Linked DNA regions of Anas platyrhynchos: region 1 is linked to region 2. Evidence: chromatin contacts called from public Hi-C data. All regions are on one chromosome and are shown on one strand. The core of a region is the stretch at or near the end of the contact, and the rest is flanking DNA. Distances in the headings are between cores, read along the strand shown.

The links. A called contact is a pair of places that touch in the nucleus more often than the background predicts.
Region 1: a Hi-C map of subcutaneous adipose tissue shows a contact between it and region 2, with 1.5 times the contacts expected there. The contact joins two enhancer-like sites. A contact is called at or near these places in 3 of 8 Hi-C or Micro-C datasets (F1 follicle, skeletal muscle and subcutaneous adipose tissue).

What each region holds. Positions count from the first base shown.
Region 1 is chr2:151,498,859-151,504,675 of IASCAAS_PekinDuck_T2T, forward strand. No RefSeq gene overlaps it. Among named protein-coding and RNA genes, the nearest start is that of PAXIP1, 48 kb to the left of the region's middle. Within about 2 kb of position 3,258, at least 2 of the 8 cell types and tissues checked have an H3K27ac peak or open chromatin away from gene starts, as enhancers often do.
Region 2 is chr2:151,355,432-151,361,499 of IASCAAS_PekinDuck_T2T, forward strand. No RefSeq gene overlaps it. Among named protein-coding and RNA genes, the nearest start is that of INSIG1, 40 kb to the left of the region's middle. Within about 2 kb of position 4,425, at least 1 of the 8 cell types and tissues checked has an H3K27ac peak or open chromatin away from gene starts, as enhancers often do.

The DNA.
Region 1 (5,817 bases), core at 2,008-4,507, 140 kb after region 2:
TGGAAAGAGTCCCCTAACAGAATACAACTACAAACTGAAATGGGAGAGAAGAGAAGAAAGACAGAGGGAGATGCAATGTGGTGTTTACAGCAGAAGCGAGGTTTCCTCTAACCACACAAACTTCCACAAGAATGAGCACCTTTGAAATGACAGCAGGGTCCCTTTCCAGGAGGTTGGGGGTGGCTAGTGTTTGTGTCTTCTAAAAGCTGTGCAATAATCCTGCCTGTGTTTCCCCTAGCTGAGCCCCCAGCTGTACCTCTGAGGCTCAGCAATGTCAGGGGCACGGCTGTTGCTTGCTTTGATTTGGGTTTCAGGACCAGTTTGGGTTCCTCAAAACTTCTGGGTATTTAAATCTAAAACCTATCTGGCTCCTTCCTACACGAACAAATTAAAACAGCTCATTGTATTAGTTCAACCTGAAAAACAAACTGGAAAACACCGCCTGCCAAGGATCTTATCCCATATTAGTACTCCTGTTTGTAGACTAGGTGGACTCTTCAGTGTTCATGATCACCCTGAAGTGCTTTTGGGGCTGGACCAAGGAGAGGAGCAGTTCTGCTGTGGAGCCAGGCTGAGGGAGTTGGGGGTGTGCAGCCTGGAGAGGAGAAGGCTCTGGGGAGACCTCACAGCGGCCTGCCAGGGCCTAAAGGGGGCTGCAGGAGAGCTGGGGAGGGACTCTTGGTCAGGGATGTAGGGATAGGACAAGGGGGAATGGCTTTAAAATAAAAGAGGGTAGGGTTAGATTAGATATGAGGAAGAAATTCTTCACTCAGAGGGAGGTGAGGCCTGTCCCAGTCTGCCCAGAGGAGCTGTGGCTGCCCCATCCCTGGCGGTGCCCAAGGCCAGGCTGGATGGGGCTGGGGGCAGCCTGGGCTGCTGGGAGGGGTCCCTGCCCTTCACAGGGGTTGGGATTAGATGATCTTTAAGGCCCCTGCCAACCCAAAACACTCTGTGCTTCGTGTTAAACCTTTGAGGGAGGCTTTGTGCCGACCTGGGGACCCCCCTTGTGTGGGGTGGAGGCCAGTAGCCACGCGTGTCCCCAGGGGACAGCTGTGGGGACAGCTATGGGGACAGCCAGCAGCTCGTCGAGCCGCTGCCCCTCTCCTCGCGGCCTCTGCTGCCACCTGCCGCCCTCCATTAGCGAACACAAGACCACAAGCCCAATTTAAATCAAAAATTAAAAATAACTGTATCAATAATATAAATTAAATAATATTAATGACAATAATATTTAATAATTAATAAATAATAAAAAAATCCCACTAATGCTTCCACCCACCCACTGAGAATGTTTCTATTTAGGATTTTGCCCAGGCACCATTCAGGGAAGTCGCCGTGCCCTTCAAGCCTTCGGGGCACCCAAGCACGTTTGGAGCAAGGTCCTGGGGATCCGAGCCCGTCCCCATCCCCATTGTATGCCGTGCTGGAACCTCTCACCCTCCCTGCCAGCCTTCCTGGTGGTTCTTCAAGGGAACACCATCATCTGAACCCAAAGCTAAACCCCAAATCCCAAACTGAACTCAAGGCCCAGTGTCACCAGTGCCTTACTATTGGTTTCCAAGGTGGTGGGATTTACCCAGGTGAAAGCTCATCTCCTCTCTGCTCACTCTGGCAGAAGGAAAGGGTTTCTGGAACAGAATGAGGCACACCTGCTTTCCAGGGACTTTCCCATGTGTAACTTCACAGGTGTGCTGTGAAGGCTTCGTCTGTCCCTGAGGACATTTAAAGATCCCAGATTGTGCAAGTGCCTGTTTTCAACTTGTCCCTTGGTGTCCTTGGGACAGCTCTCCACTAACACTGCCCAGAGGGCTGGAATTTGTCAGGGCTAGCAAAGAGAAGAGGGCAGAAAGAAATCTGCCAGGTGCATTTACAGAGAACGGTTCCCATAAGTCTTGCAGTAAAAGCACATCCCAATTTCCTTCTCCTTCTAATGGGCTTAAAAATTTATTTCTGATCTAATTATGTTTTTATGTTTTTCATGTATATTAAAAAAAAAATAAAAATAAGTGAATTACCAAATTAAGTGCCAAGCTTAGTAAGGAGATACATCTCCAAACCAGGAGAGGAGGCAGGGAACAGTCAGTCCCTGGATGGTCTCGGAAGGGGAGAACTTTTGCTTGGATCCTCACCTGAGCTCAAGCAAGGAATAGTTTGCATCAGCTTGGGCCAGAAATGCCATCTGGGGGAGTTGGGAAGTTTTTCAGGGCCACATGGCCAGTAAGATCGCAATTCCTGCTTTGCTTCCACCAGCTCACTCCTGGTGGACACAGAGCATCTGTGGCCGGACTTCAGCTTCACACGTCCCCTGGCCCCACAGGAGAAGAAGGAAGATGCAAAACCTGTGTGATTTCTGGCCTGCAGCCCCCATGGTGCCCTGCTCCTGCAGGATCTTGAGCACTCCCAAAGGTGTCACCAGGCTCTGCAGGCTCTGCTCTGATGGCCAAGTGATCACAAAGCCAGCATGGTGCCACACATCCCCTTTGGATGTGGTTTTAAAGCAACTGGGAGGGACATAGCCATTGAGCTTGAAGCCATTCCTCTTGTCCTAAGAATTCTCTATAAAAGGGGTGTTTCTCAGCTGGGGTATGCAAGGCAAAGCTCTGTTTTTGCTGCAGGGAAATGCAGCAAACCTGGAATGAAGCAACTTCTGGCAAGTCCTGCGCCTCGCCTGGGTCTCCCAGCACCACGATGGTCACAGGAGCCTTTTGCCAACCAGCTAGAAGCTAGCACTGCAGCCTGAGGGTTTTGATTTCACTTAGTTCAACACTGCTGAAGGTGGGAAAACACTGCTTGGTGGGCAAAAGTGTCTTGTCCTTGAGCCTGTGACCAAGCTGGAGTGGGTGTAGCACCCACATCCCTCCGGAGAGCTCTGGATACGGGGGTCAGAAACACTCCCAGGGCTGCTGCCTGGGGCACCATTGCCTGGATTGGGCCCATCCCCAATTCCTTGCTTTGCTGCATGGCTGCATTTAGGCACAGTGACCACCCACAGCTCTGACCTGTGTCCCCCCGAGGCTGTGTTTTGTAAGGCTAAAGGCTGCACGTGTCCGACAGCACAGAGCTCCCACATTTTAAATGGCAGTGGTCAAAAGAGAAATTCATCTGCGCAGCAAAGAGGGGGAAAGCTGCAGGCTGCCTGAGCCCACATACTGAAAGAGGAATAGCAAGAGCCCGGGCAGCCTCAGGCAACATATTTCAGAGCTGACAAGCTGTGAGACCTGGCTTCCTTCAAACCTAGCCGGTCTCCCCAGTGAGCAGCGATAATAGGATCGGGGCAGGGGATCCGACATGAAGGCAGGCTGAAGGTTACAGAGTGCTGGGCCTTGGAGGAACGGGGTGTGCTAACGCTGCCCAACCCTTGGCAAATGCCTCTTGAAAAACTTTAGCTGACCTTGAAGAGGTGGGATGAAGGAACATTGATCTGGGGGAGGAGGAGGCTCTTTTTCTGGCTCTGCAAAGCTTCACTTCGCAAAGCCTTTCAGTTTGGTGATGTGGCTTTTGTCCCAGAGCCCTTTAGTGGTTCCTATGGGTATGAGGGTGGTTATTCTGCAGTGTGACACAGAAGTGATTGCTTTGGGGTTAAAAAAGGGCTTTTTAGGCAGCACATGTGGACAGACATAAGGATCTACCTGGGAAAGTGGGATGCCATGCCTTTGGCCATGGCTCTGCAGGTGAAGCATCTGCACCCTGCTGCAAAGATCCCCCCTGCAAGTTATCTTCTGTCTTCTGGGGAGGTGTGTGGTGGGATTTCCAGAGAGCCTGCACTTGTCTCATGTCTTTTCACTGGGCTGCAGACCAAGCTGAACTTTGCTGAGTGTTTTATCTTGAATCCTAATGCAGAAGGATAAAATTTCTGATGGAGAGCTCTTCAGTCAAATTTTCTGGTTGTGTACAATTTTGCTGTAAAAGACAGCAAAAAAGAAAAAAAAAAAAATGTCCAAAAATCAGTGATAAACTTGCATAGTTTAAAGCTTTAAGTATTTATAAGAATTGCATATTTTAGTAACTATTATTATTAACTATTCTACTAGTTATTCTAGTCTATTATTTAAATAAAATTTAATCTAAAGTAATCAAATCCCTACTGTCTCTTAAATCTAGAGGGTGCTTTGCTTTCAAGTGAAGCACTCGGTGTGATTCAGCATGTATCTAAGGCTGATCTTCAATGTTGTGGCAGCACCAAGCTCCCCAAAGCTCCTTAAGAATGAGCTGAAGGCAGTGAAGGAGGATGGCCTGCCATAGCAGCAGCTGACAGCTCCTGTCTAGGCATTTTTTTTCATCCATTAACCTCTAATCCTCTCCTAAAAGTGGTAATTTTAGTTGGAGGGCTGCTCTTTGGAGAGCTTGGGTATGTCTTTCTGCCCCCTTCATTCTTGGGGTTTCCAGCATGGCCAACTCCTACCCACCTCCTTTCCAGGCTTAGAACATTGGGAAGTCTCCTGCAGATGAGGCAGAGCTCTGATTTCTGTGTTTCCTAGAGAAAAAAAAAAAAAAAAAAAAAGAAAAAGGAAAAGGAAAAGAAAGAGAAAGAGAAGGAGAAGGAGAAGGAGAAGGAGAAGGAGAGAAGGAGAAAGGAAAAAAAAAAAAGAAAAAGGGAAAAAGAAGAAGAAAGAGAAGAAAAAGAAAACAAAGAAAAAAAAATATATAAAGAAAAATCAGTTGTAACTGTTCAAAACCTGAAGCATTTTGACTTCTTGTCTGGAGCCCGTCATGCTGTAAGGGTAAGAAAGGCGCTCTGGCAGAGTGCTGTCGGTCTTGCCCTGGAGCTCGTAGTATACAGTTGTGGAGAGCTGTCTCCAGACACAGCTCCACTGCCTCCCACACAACTGCTAATTAATGAAGCTCCAACCACACCATATTCCTCCTGGCCACCCACCCACGAACCAGAAGACACAGGATTTGAATTCTGTGCTCCAGCACCCACGAGTGGAGCTGTCAACACACAGCCCCCAGCCGAGCCCTCCTGTGCTGACCCCATGCCTGGCATGTCCTGGCTGCACTGTGTGCTGGGTTTGGGGTAAAACAAAGCTGTCTTGCTCTACCCAGTGGCATTTTTCTCGCTACTGATGGGAAGAGTTTTGTCTCGCACGAGCGCAGTGCAATGCCAGTTGCAGCTCAGTTACTGTATGCTAAGTAAGCAATTTCATTAGCTAGTAGTCAGTCTGCAGGATAATTTCATTAGTCTGATGTGCATCATTACTTCTTTCATTTACATGGGAATTATAAATTTCACTTGGATGCATATTTTTTCTCTTCCTTTCCTGTTTATAATCTCTCCTTCTTGCTTCCTTTCAGTGCCACCCCTCTCCTACTTGCTAATGATATCTTCAAGTGAGCTTTGAATTGGCCTAAAAGGTCTCCTTCCCTCTTTTACCTCTTTTTAAAGAGTCTGGCTGCTGTGTCATGTGCATGCACATAGGCACGTACGTAACCATGCCGGTGCCTCGTCCTGGGTAAAGTCTGCACCAAGTGCACCCTCAGCCCTTGCCTGTCTGCTCTCCCAACAGCATGCGATACAACCCGTGGTTGCATGGGTTGAGGGATTGACCATCAAGGTGTCCCTCTGGCAAGGCCAAGCCTGTGGCACCCCAGTCACATCAAAATGTTTCGACCTCTACACATCCCATACTTGGCATTTTCCAGGGGAGGGTCCAGCCAACATCCATGCTTCGTGGCAGGAGCCAAAGAGATCTAACCATCCTTGGTCATTCTTCTTCCCATTGCTGCTGGATGAAGCTTCCTTGAGCAGAAGATTCTTGTGGTTGTCATGTGTCTGCTATCTCTGTACCTGGGTTTTTATCACTGACCATGTTCACA
Region 2 (6,068 bases), core at 3,175-5,674:
CAAAGTGCTCCAAGCATTCATATCACCTGGGGCATTGCCTTGCTGGGTCCTGCTGTGTTTTCCGAGAAGGAACAACCTGCTTGGCCCAACGCCCACCTTCAGGGTGATGCTTGGGGTTGTGGGCCTTGAGGTGGGTCCTGTGGGCCTTGTGTGAGGTGCTGGAGGCCAGGGCAGGGGACTACCCTCCGTACGGACAGGTTTAAGTACCTTTTGTGCATGCGGTACTTTAGATCACCTTTAGGTCATGGATTGCTGGCCTGATGCACCTCAGCATTGCAGGAACGGCTTCATGAGGTCTCAGTTCCACCAGACCTCATGAGTGGGGCAGCAGCTCCTCCTGTCCCATGAAGACGGGCTGTTTGCTCCCCAGTGGTGCCACGCTCACAATGTCTGCTGTCCCACGTTCAGACCTGAGGCCCATAGAGGGCTGCCTCCATCCCCTCACAGCTCTGCTTGCTGCAGAGGCTCCCATCTGCCAGGACAAGGAACAGAGAGCAGCTCCTTACCCTGGACCAAGATGGAAGTGGAATCTTTGTCTGAGGAACTCTTATACACTCAAGGTTAATTTTTCCATTTGAATTTATGACAAATTGTGGTAGAGTACAAAATATCATCCAGGGCCATTCATTTTCTTAACCCCACGACTCCAGGGCCTGCCTGGCCCTACTGATACAGTAATTAACAGACTCCAACAAGACATGAATTTCACAGTTTTTGTTCTTTTGAGCCCATAACTGTTGTTTTACAGATATCTGTGTATTCACACACAAAATGCATGGGGCTTAATTAACAACTTTATTGTTATTCACTCACATCATTATCAAAGTACATTGGAGCCTCTGTCTAACACACGGACTTTGTAGTTCTTGCTGTGTGTAGAGGTGGTAGAATTTGCCAAAAGCTTGTGGTCTAAGATTAGGAAAAAGTGACATGCAGATGAAAAAGTACAAAGAAACAGCTTCACCAAATGCCTCGGTAAGAGCAGAGGGGCAGAGCCTACCTCAAATACTGCTCTCCTCCCCTTGCAGAAGAGCCCTCCACGCCACTTCATTTACAGAGCGGGCTGAAGTTGCTAAGTAACAATGCTCTAACCCAGCACGAGCCTTGCTCAAAGCGCCATCGGTGAGGACAAGGCGATGACAGCTCTGATATGCAATATCCGCAGCTGTGCTACAGAAGAAACGTGGTGTTGTTGCCCAGGGGAGCCCGTGGCTCACCGTGCTGGGTTGAATCCTGCCCAGCCCACAAACCTGAGGCACCCAGGAGGATGCTGTGCTGCCGTCTGCCTCCCATCCCACAGCGTGCTGCGATGGCCACATCTCCCACCTGCAGTGCTAAGACCTTCCCCAACGGGTAGGGCAAAGCACCAGGTTCCTCTGCAGTCACTTCCATTTCCCTGCTGCCTTCTCATTCCTTTGCTTCTTCCAAGCGAAACTGCAAATCCTCATGTTCTCCCCACACACATCACCTACCATCTCAATACCAACTTGGTCTCAAGGCACAAACTTTCTTGACAATCTGGGGCTTGTGGTCTGTTTGCTGTAGGGTTGGCTCTGATGGTGAGCTGCCGGCTTTCACAATGTTCATCTCGATCAGCCGTCCCCCCTCGCCAAGCTGCCTCATCATTAAATTTTGTCTTCAGACCTTTCTGCCTTTGATTTGAGGTTATAACTTGGTATTAGGCAAGGATTTGGAGCTGCAGAGCCAGAAATATCGAATCTTCTTATGAAAAGTGACAAATAGTGGTGGTCACTTACAGCAAAATCCTGTCTTTTTTTTTTTTTTCCTTTCCCAGCTGCATTTTGGGTTGGTCTTAATGCCCTCTTCAAGCCCAAACTCAATAGACCCTAGTCCTGAAAATGTCAGTGCTCGGTGTCTGCCCTCCACGATAACCACAATCTGTGTGTGGCTCCGAGGTCAGATCTCCTGCGGGGTGGCTGCAACCCCATAAATCCTTCTTTGCCCTCCAGGGAGGGACTCGGCATCCCAAAGGAAACACCCACGATGAGGTGTCACCACGTAGGCATCTCCACGTGACGTGGGAGTCTGGGCTGCAGTTCCCATCAGTGGAACACGTCAGCAGAGCAGTGTAGGTGTTTGCTTGCTTTGTGGGGGACTGAAAGGCTCTCCAGAGACCACTGACTCGAGGCAGTACTGGCACATAAACTTGGGCTTCTTCACCTGGAGTCTGAGCCTACCCCAGTTCTGTAAAGCTTCTTGTTTCTTCTTGATGCCCACAGAGAGATGTAGTCAGGCCAGAGGGGGATTCTCAGAGCATCTCACCTTAGCCTGGCTGAAAAGGGGTTAGGATGGACGCCTCCAAGAGCTGGATGCATGATTTTGCTGGGAGCACCATGGTGGGGCAGCAGGGCAAGGATGGCATGTGTGGTTGACCAGGCTGAGGATGAATTTTGGTGGAGCCAAAACATGAGCAGATATACCCAAGGAGAATTTGCAGAATGGCTTTCTGGTGTTTAAGGACATCCTTTTCTCTGGAATGATATTCAAGGACAGCTGGCTGCAGTCACCAGCTTCTTGCCAAGCCTGCAATGGGAGGCAGGCAAACAGCACCGCTCCTGGGCTGCTTCGGCCACGGCTCCTCATCCTCATTTCCCTGCTACACAAAGCAGCAGTGCTCTTGTAGACTTCAAAATGTGGTGAACCACACTGGTGGAGTATACTTTTATTTTAAAGCAGCCAAGAAGTTTTATCCTTGTGGACCATTCTGCTGGCAGACCACTGCAGTATTTAGGTGGCTTCAACACAGTTTTTTTTTCTCTTATTATTATTATTATTATTATTATTATTATTATTATTATTATTATTATTATTATTTATTTTATTTTATTTTATTTTATTTTATTTTATTTTATTTTATTTTATTTTATTTTATTTTATTTTATTTTGTTATTGTTCCGAACTAGGCATGTTCAGAGCTCTGGCTTTGGCTGACAGCACTGCGGAACTGCTCCATCAGCTGCTTGTGCAATTTTGCTGAGGTTAACAACGTGACGGCTTAAATTGAAAGGGCTGTTCCCAGCTGAAACCTTCCAGATCTGGAAATCTCTGGGAATTATTGCTTAGTGAGATCTGTGGAGGACCATGTTATTATCAGCCTGCCATTTATTTTAAGCAATACCTTACATTTCCAAGAAAAGTGTTGTCCACGTATGCCAGCAGTGTGGCTCTAAAGTGATGCTGAGCCTCCAAAACAAGTGACCTGACACTTCCTGGACTTCTTTAAAGAGCCAGAAAAGCCAGACGTGGCAGCAGATGGAGACAAAAACAAGCTTTTTGTGGTGAGCTGTGACACAGCTACAGCAGCCGAGCTGACCATGGACTGGCTCCCGTCTCATCATGAATTGCTCCTTGTGTTTTTTCTTCATTAATACATTTCATAATCCCTTTGATTTGTTTAAAAGTCTTGTATCAGGACTGCACTCTCATGCCTCCCGGATTCAATGTCCAGTGTTTTGGATCTTTCCCAGATTGTGGAAACCCCTCCCGGATCCAACACACGAGACTCAGGCTGAGACCAAGCAAAACCTTGTTTTTCCTCCAGATCCACAGACCCAGCTATGGCATTGGGGCTAGAAGGAGATGGGTTGTCACGTCCGTGACTCCTTCTGGGGCTAGAGAGGAGATTAGCCTATAATGAGGCTGTGATTTGATGAACTAATACCATGGTTAAATAAATCTATCATGAGTTGCTTTGGCTGATGAAGTTATCTTGCGAGAAGATTAACTGCTGATTAGGTTTTGTTGGGGCCTGGAAAGAGCGTGATTTGTAGCAAGCGTTTTAAAAACACGGTGCAAGGAATTAATTCTCTGTTCTCACCCTTCCATTCTATTCTAACCCCTCATTCTCTATTCTTTGCTTTGAACCCTCTCCTAATTACTCTGCACAGTGAATTGATTAGCAGGCCAACACTTTTATTTTCATGCACGTGAAGGGTGGCATTGGGATGGTTCTCTCGATGTGCAGAAGACATCTGTACCTGTGCAGGGTGTGTGCAGAAGGCTTCTGGGTGTCTTCTATCTGTCAGGCATGGCCAGGTGCAGTAGGGAAAAAATAATAATAATAAAAAAAAAAATGGCCAAAATGTGAAAAAGTGACGGGCACAAGTATCCAGCAGCTCTCTGACTGAGCTCACTTGCACAAAGAAAGCAAGAATTCGTGGTGGTTGGCTGCAAGCAAGAAGCCCCCCTCTGGCCTTGCATGGAAGGAGATCTTACAGAGGGATGGAGCTGTGAGTGTGGCACACCCATGGCACAAGCAGCAGCCTTTTAAAATCAGAAAGTCAGGTTTGGGAGGCAGCAGGGGCTGCGTTTGGGAAAGCAGAGGCCAGCTGCAATGCTGAAATCTGATGCAAAAGCTAATACATCTCTAACTGTCTCCACCTCTGGCACAAACCCTCCTAACCCCACACCCTCCTCTGCTGTTTCCCTGCCCAGACCAAGGGCAGCAAAGCTTGGTGGCACCTCTCCAGCAGGCTCAGCCTGGCTGCATCCCCACAGGATGAATACCCAGGGCTGCATAAAAGCAAGGGCTGGTCTGTGAGGCGAGCTGTGCCCTTTTACCAAGTGACAAATGGTGGCTGTCACCGTCTCCATCGACAGCAGCCCCCGGTGGCTGTGGGACACATGCGGCTCTGTAAATCTGATCGTGTTTGCACTCGCAGTGTTTTATGAGCCTCATCAGGTTGCACTGCAAATATTTCTGCAGCTGCTGCTCCCCGAGGAGTGATGAGGCGGAGGGGCCACGAGCACCCAGCAAACACCAGCCGCAAAAAAAAAATAAATCAGTTCACGTGCATGCTCCAAGAAGGGGCCAGAAATTACAAGTGCACCATGAATTAGACAAAGAAGCTTGAAGGCTTTGGTAAGAAACTTCAACCACCAGAGTGTCATGCAAGTTAGAATAGATGTAGGGGGTTTACTAGCTAATGTATGTACCCTTTCTCTTCCAAAAATAGTACTTCGTTTCAGAAAGGAAACTGACTATCTGCTAGAAGATTTTGTCTGAGCTCCTTCCCTACGTGCTTGTTGTTCCTGAAACGTGGAGCTCGTGTCACCTGTTGCACAGGTGTGGTTATCCTGCTATGACACACTGGACTCACACTGCAATTAGTCTTTGCATGACCATGTCTCATTTGGGTGTGACAGCAAGGTTTATGGTGCGGGAAGAGCCTGGCACGGACACCTCTGCTGTCCTCCTGGACCAACCCCAAGGCACCAGCAGTGGCAGAGCCACCCCAGCTCTGTCCCACACGTTTTGGTAGTCTCCTCTCCTGGCACACACAGGGACAAAACCAAGATTAACCTTCAGAGCACATCCCATTTTGGCCATCATGAGGAGCAGAGGGCAGCTCCAAGCCTAATATATCAATTCTGATTTTTGTTTGGTTCAAAGCATAAAAGCACAGCAACAATAGTTTTCCGAGTGGCAAAGCCCCAGCTGGTATCTGAAGCCTAATGGATGTGATTCAGATGTAGACATTTCTCCACAGAGACCGACCAAATCCTCTTTCAGTCATGTAATAAAAGCAGACAAGTGGTATTGCTTGCTAAGAACATGAACCAGGGCCACGGTGTTAAACTGGGAGGAGATCAAGGAGATCCTGAGGACATGATGCAGCATCCATACAGGCTATACTGCATGATGTAGTAATCACATCAAACTGTCTCCCTGATCTGGACCCCAAATATTTTTTGGCAAATAAAGAGGAAAATGCTATGTTACTGATTATCTTTCCTGTTTTCCAGCCAGAGGTGAACACCCACCAGCCATAGGGTAGATCTTGGTCTCCCTCTAGTGATGGGCCTGCCAACAGCAACGACCAGCCCAGCTCCAGCCTCACACCTCTATCCTCTGCTTCCATCCCCTTTTTCATGATGTGGTGGCCAAGGATGGCTCTGGTCCTTGCTGACTGCTGCACCATGCAGGAGCAGGAGACATGGGCTTCTGCCTTTCATTCCTGGAGAGATGTCGAGGAAGAAGCCCACCACTGCAGCCTCATGGCACTCAACACCTCAAGGAAAGACAGACATAACCACGACATCTGCAG